Regions from separate parts of the Anas platyrhynchos genome. Here region 1 is linked to region 2. A link is a contact called in public Hi-C data. All regions are on one chromosome and are shown on one strand. Each heading gives the region's core, a stretch centred on a gene start, on an enhancer-like site or on the middle of the called end of the contact. The rest is flanking DNA. Distances are from core to core; before and after follow the strand shown. Region 1 has its middle 57 kb from the start of IGFBP5. Region 2 has its middle 3.8 kb from the start of IGFBP5.

The links. A called contact is a pair of places that touch in the nucleus more often than the background predicts.
Region 1: a contact with region 2 is called in a Hi-C map of small yellow follicle, with 2.2 times the contacts expected there. The contact joins two enhancer-like sites. A contact is called at or near these places in 2 of 8 Hi-C or Micro-C datasets (liver and small yellow follicle).

Annotation. Positions count from the first base shown.
Region 1 is chr7:7,253,374-7,256,701 of IASCAAS_PekinDuck_T2T, reverse strand. No RefSeq gene overlaps it. Among named protein-coding and RNA genes, the nearest start is that of IGFBP5, 57 kb to the right of the region's middle. Within about 2 kb of position 1,846, at least 1 of the 8 cell types and tissues checked has an H3K27ac peak or open chromatin away from gene starts, as enhancers often do.
Region 2 is chr7:7,199,605-7,203,255 of IASCAAS_PekinDuck_T2T, reverse strand. No RefSeq gene overlaps it. Among named protein-coding and RNA genes, the nearest start is that of IGFBP5, 3.8 kb to the right of the region's middle. Within about 2 kb of position 1,970, at least 5 of the 8 cell types and tissues checked have an H3K27ac peak or open chromatin away from gene starts, as enhancers often do.

The sequences.
Region 1 (3,328 bases), core at 597-3,096, 54 kb before region 2:
GAGCGCCTGTGGGGGAAGCTTGTACTGTCTGGCGCTGCTTGGATGTTCCCTCATCTTTGACAGAAACAACTGAATTTGCGAACTTGTTTCCCACAAGAAAGGCCCCCAGTGTTCACAAGGGAACAGATTAGGGATTGTCCTAAATCCTCACGGTGGCCAGGGCAGCAGGGAAAGCCAAGTACCAAATGATTTCCTCGGAATGCAACAAATCTCACAGTGCGATAAGAGCAAAAATAGCTTTCTCTCCACCCTCCCTTCGACCTCAGGCCCAGCACCTCGCAGGATATTCTTGCTGGCCAAGTGCTTTACAGCAAGAGAAAAGCAGAGGGGAAGCCTAATGAGCACCAGGGTAGATAGGTCTGAAGAGATGTGTGTAGGGTAGTGGGCTGAGCAGAGGAAGTTTTCATCTCCATCCTCTCTGTCCTTGAAAATGCTGTTGCTTACAGGCTGTGTAGACCTGTCACCAGACTGACATCCAAAGGTGAATGCAATGATACCTGAGGGGTGTCTGCAAACTGCTGCAAAAATCCCACCACAACTTTACACTCGGTTCCTAGTTTGGAAGTTAGGCCTTGGCCCATGACAGCTAGAAGTACAACTTTAAAAAATGCAAGCTTTTTTTTTTTATTATTTACATGATTTACATGTGATTGTTGCAGCTCATGTATGTTTAAAACCTTTTCTCTAGGCATAAAAGTTACACACATCACCAGCAGGGCACCACAAGAGATGGTAATGCTGATTGAGTGGAGGAAACTCTTCTGTCCTAATTATTGCTCTGCAAATGAGTCAGGAAGGCCTGAAGGGTATTATTTGTTAGAGAAGCAGCCTGAACAGCCTTAACTCCTGATTGCTGAAGGAAAGGAAAGATCTCTCTGGGGTTACCACAAGACATTCAAGCAGTTGTTCTCCTTGTGGTCTTTAATCCTTCCATCCCAGATAGTCTTATGTTTGTATCATCAACCATGATGGGGATTATTAATTCTCCTCACAGCACAGAACAACAAGCTGGTCTCTGTAGTGAAAAACTTCACAGTGTAAGACAAAATGGTCCTAAAGATCATGGGCAGATGCAGCAGCATGAAGCAGCCATGAAAACTACAATGCAATGATCACCTTTTAACTCCCCACTCTTCAGGGGCGCCGGTGCACTGCACAGACTGTGATCCACCCCAGAAGCTGTTGAATTTCAATTGAAAGGTAAAATATCAGCCCTCAAGGGTGAAATTCCTACTGACCATCACGCAGCTATTACAATCCATGATTCCTGATAGCAGCGATGGTGGGTTTTAGATTAATTTGCCGTCATTTCATCATTTACACTAAATGCCATGGTTCTTTGATAAACATTTCAGGCCTTTTTCCAAACAATTTTTTCCATTTGGAGCTGATGAAAACAGGCTGTCAGCACTCCCGGTAGAAACACCCCGCTCGCAGCAACAGTTGCTGTCTGGCCTAGTGGTCTTCCTGGAGAAAGTCCAAGTGGGAAGGCAGTCCAGAGGCTCCACTTGCTGAGCTGATTGGGGCTGAAGGAAGGCGACCACTATTTCTAGAAAATGATGATGCTCTTTCCCTCTGAGTAACTTAGGGGACAACAAAGAGTTATCTTCCTGAGCCTGCTGCCTCACTCAAAAATGAGGAGGATCAAGGCAGACCCCAGCAGTGAAAGGAACTGTTTTCTCAGGGCAAAGCACAACTTGTCTTCCATGTATTGTTGCTAGCTGCCTCTCTCTGGTGAGCTCTCCAGCATCATCTCCCTTCCTTCTGCCTTGTTAGTCTGCAGAGAGGAGCTAACATGCTGGGCACAGGACTCCAGATCACTGGGGGATTCCTTATGGGTGCTATCCTCCAGACACTCTTACTCCCAGTACTCTCCTAGCAGAGATGAATGCAGACCTCTTTTCAGTCTGAGACCTGGACCCAAACATTATACCACTAGAGTCAATCTCTACCTGCATCAAACCTAGATCTATGTCCAAATTCTGTTTTCAGAGACTGCATCATTCTAAGGTAGAGCACATGGGACCTGCTGACCCCAAGACTGAGACCACAGTTGGAAAGAGGTCCCTAAGAGGCAGCAGCAGGCCTGGTAGGGCAACCCAGATTTAGGAAGGCAAGCATAACCATTCCCTGGAGTTCTGCATAGCTCCTGCCCATAAGGGGTCCTGCAACATCTTTCATCTGTGCTTCCAAAGTTTGTCCTTAAGAGTTGAGTTCAGTATTGCAATACTAAAAGGCAAATTGTAGCCAGATCACAAAGCAGGAGGGAGAGGATGACAGTCTGTATACTGAGTTATGAGAGTCCAGCAGTTTCTTTTTAGAGTATTTATTAGGCTATTGTCCAAAGAGTCCTTCACTGTTTATGACAGACCATAAATACCATCTGTCTCCCCCTCTCCACCTCCCCAAACAGTTAGCTGTTCTCTGCTGCAATGCTGTTTGCAGGTCATCTTGATAACCTGCCCCACAGGAGGAAGTGACAAAAATAGATCTCCCTGCTTAAAACGTCTCTTTATTTGCACTAAGTACTGATATTTTGCCACTATTGATGTAATCAAACACCATGTTGATAGCGTGTGAAAAGTCTAAAATAAAGACTCCCTTAATCTGGAAATCAGCACCTGGAAGTGTGCAATCAAGGATAGCTGAAGTGGGGGGAGAGTGAAGCTTGTATCCAGTATACTGAGGCATTGTTTAAGACATCCAGCTTTGCTGAGGGCCAGTGACATCGATAGAAGATAGTTGCTCTATAGAGAGATACTAAAACACATTTTTTTCCTGGCTATGCTCCCTTTTCTCATCTGGACTTCTACTCTAGGTGAATTTTAGGCCTTTTGTTGGACCTCTGTTGCTCAACAGAGGCTGCTGTATCTCCAAAAATGTCAGAAGCACCTGCAGTGTATAGGCAGATTAATTAGACACTGCATGCAGAGCTCTCCATGGATTAGGTAAATATGATACAGTCACAGAGGCATCTACAGAAGTCCTGAAGTTTCTGGGGAACTATTACACACGAATGTCATACTCAAAACTACTTGAATTTGGTAGCACTTTTTAGTCTCACACTGCGAGCAAGAATATTTATAGATAAAAACAGCTTACATGTAGAAGTTGAAGTTAGATATATCCTGGCCAGAAACAGAGTTCAAATGTTCAGTCAAAAGTATGATTAATCCCTGAAGCAATCGAATTCTAGCTGATGGTACAACCCCAAGCACTAGAAATATTTTGGTGAGGATGAGTTATTGCTTTTTTTTTTTTTGCTTTTTTTTTTTTTCTAACTGGTACACTGATTGAAACAGGGAAACCTTCAAGTCTCAGTATTGCA
Region 2 (3,651 bases), core at 721-3,220:
GGTTTCTGAGCTCTCCTCAGAGCCAGGCTGGAAAGGTCACGTCTCCTCACCTTTAGGAAGCCCCCAAACCATCCATAGCCTCTCCTCTCAATGTGCAGCTAGATATCCATCCCTGGGGCTCTCTACCAAAGTTACACCTCTTCAGGAGTGAACAGACACAGCAGGCTTGCAGGGAGCTGATGGTCACAGTCAGGAGTCATCTCCTGCAGGTAAACCACCACTGAGCACCAGTTCATGGGGCCAGGCAGCAGGTACATGATCACAAAGTGCCTCCCCACATCACACTGAGCACACCTGTAAGAAACCTCTGCTTGGTCAATCCCAAGCATGCTTGCTTGCCTAAACCCTTTTCCTAATGCTCCCAGCAAAACGTGCAAGGCCTCACAGGGGACAAAAGGAGAGCCCTTCAGAGGATGCTTGCTCCTTCCAGGAGACGCCCCTCTCCCACCAGGGCAACAATCTGACTTATTTATGAGCCACCCATCACCGTGGCATCAGCAAGGTTTCTAAAGCTCCTTGCTCTATGCCAGAGAGACATGGCAACCCTCTGTATTTCACTGCATCACAAAGCAAACAACCAGACAATACCTCCAGAAGACAGCAGGCTGGGGCATCTGTTCAAGTTTCCCAGAGACCATCTGAATTTATACTTTTCCTTTTATTTATGCCATTATTTTTTTTTTTCTACTGGTTATTGATGATGTTTCTCATTTGTTTTTATTAGATGCAGGTGTTTTCTGCCCTTCAGCTGGGAGCACTTTCTCTTTTCAGCCAATTCCAGCTCTACTTTGTGCCTCGGTCACCTTTTGACTGTGATACTGGAGAGGCAGAGAATGGGAGAGGGAAAAAAAAAAAAAGGAGAGCGGGAGAGATACCGATTTTTGCTGCCTCAGCAGATGTGTGTTAAAGTGTTTTAGTGATTCAGCCAGTGCGCCTGCCTGAGGCCAAAGGAGAGGCATTGTCTGAATCTAAAACAATTAATAACAAAAAAAGAATGTGGGCAGCACGGAGCGGGGGAAGGTGGAGGTGGAAAGCGAGCGAATCGCGGGGATATTTTGAGCTTGCCGAGCACCTCGACGAGAAGATTCCCAACTGCTTTCGAAGGCAGCCGTCTGAACCCACCCGGTTCCCTCTGATATGCAGGATCCTCACCGGCCCTGTGGCAGACAGGGGAAGACGAAGCTGCTTTTGCAACTCCTCCCCGGCCCTCCCGAGCCTCTGGAACGAGGCCAGCCTCCTCCCCAGAGCCAAGCTGCGCTGCCCTGACATCCCAAGCGAGCACAACCGCGTACGCAGGTCCATGCCCGCGGGGCTGGGAGGGGGAAAATGGCCCCAGGGGACACCGAGCCACTTGCCCACGCACGGGGACCCTGCTCAGGCCCTTTGAGCAAGGCAAAGGCCTCAGCTCTCTGCACCGGCCGGGAAGGCGCAAAGGGAAACCTCTGCTGTCTGCTCGTGATGAAACATCTGTCTTTTCCCCGTTAGCAAAAGAAACTAATTTCGCCTGTGCTCAGGCAAGAGGAATTTGTCCCCTGAGCAAGTTCTGCCTCTATCGTTTAAACATCCAGTACGGGCTTTGAGCTCTGGCCCTTGTGAAAGGGCCTTGCGACGCGCGGGAGCTGGCATCCCCCACACCTTGCAAGGTGACTCGGGTGGCGATGGGGGAGATGGAGGCACCCCAGTCACCAGGCATCGCTGGAAATCTTGGCAGCCGAGCCTTGATAACGTGAAACGGAGCCAACCCCGGCACGCAGAACACCCAGGCGCTGATCTGGTGAGGGGAGACTCCATTCCTACATGCGGTTTAAAATTGATACCCCCATGAGGCATGTTAGAAAGCAAAACATTGATGCTGTCTTCACTGGAAGCATCGGTTGCTTTGTTTTTTTAATGACACAGAAAGCTGCCTGCAAAGAGATAATTTCATTCAGCCTAGCCCTTGCTGGATGTGGAAGGAAGTCCTTGGAGGTGACTCCAACGAATCCAGTATGCCACCTAGCCCTCGCTAGCTCTACTACACCCACCGCTGCAGCACAGGCTGCTCGCGCCTGCTGGAAAGGGGCTCCCAGCATGAAGCTGTGAACACCTCTCGGGGTTAGCATCGCAGGGATGGAGGCATCACCCGAGAGAAGGACGAACATCTTGGGAAGGAATCCGAGTTTACTCCTGACTCTCAACCCAGCCTCCATTCAAAGTGAAGTAGCGTGTTGGTATCTGCACCGCCTGCTGTTGCCCATCTTCCCTTTTTGTGCTTCTCCCCCAAGGCTTGCCTCATCAGTTCCAGTTTTGTCACTTGACATTTTGCCCTCCGGGATTTTTTACACCAAGGATGAAATATAGGCTGTTTTCGTAACGATGCTTCAGGCACCTGATTTCACAACCTGTTGGCGTTTTTTAATACTTGCACATGAAAAAAATAAAAAAATCTCCTGTATAAGCATTATTTTCCTAACAAGTTTCAGATCTACACCAACTGGACAGTGGTTTTGGAGGGAGAAGAAAAAAAAAATCTCATCCATGTATCTGTGATTCAGCCCTTAATCTTTCTAGATTGCCTGAACTTGTTTGATGTTCTGAGTGCCTCCAAAACACACAGATTAGCCCAAACTGATTAAAGCACAAGTTTCATCTTCATTATCATGCCCAGGAAAGTCAGTGCTTTTGCACATTACAGAGAGTATCATAATGAAGCGTGACGTATCTGAGATATAAAGAATGGTAACTCTTTTCCAAATGACTACTTCTCTTTTTTTTTCTTTTTTTTTTTTTTCTTTTTTTTTCCCCAGGAAGGAGCCATATGTAACAAATAGAGCCTATAGCAATGAAGTATATTAGCAGACACTAACAGAAACCTTGGTTTCCTCTTGTTTATCCCCCCAAAATATGAAAGCATGCCTTTTAAACATAAAACATCATTGTGACCTCCCCTGGAAGAGAAAAGGCCAAGAGAAATGAGATCTTCATGATCCGTGGGCTCTGCTACAGCTCGTGACCAGCTGTACACTGCCCCATTGCTGTCTTTTATTCCCAGGGCTGTGGGGTTTTTTGGAGCATCAGCACAAATGTCAAGAAGCCAGCCCTTGTGAGGAGCATGATGGCACACACCAAGCAGTCATCTGCAACTCCATCCCTGCTCCAGGGCTCAGCAGGATGGATCCTCACAGTTAAGGCCACTTCAATATTTGGGCAGAAAACCTGTTACCAGGGCACGTCTCCTGGCTAAAACTTTACCTTGCCCTGGTTGAGTATCTGACAGAGTTTCCAGGTGCACTGTGATGGATGAAGGTCCCGGCACAGCCTCGCAGCTCAGCGTAGGAGGGAAGCGAGGGTGGCCTCAGGACAACTTCACACCACTTGGATGTGGCCTGCTCTGAAAGCCCGGGAGACAGCTCCCAGGCAGCCCGAAATTAGGGCAGCTTCCCTGGGGCTGCCTCGCAGGATCCCTGCCCCGTAGCGATCCAGCCGTGCCCAATTCTCCTGTGCCAGGGCTTGCAGCTGGGCTGCACGGAGGCAGCTCCCTACACGCCTCGCCGCTTCGTGTCCTGCAGGCTGGAGTGGGAGGGAAACCTCCCCGCCACCCCTCTCCATACTCTTGCTGTCTCCGCAGCAGAGCTTATTTGGGACTCTCTGTTTCTTACAGGGTGGTGGAGA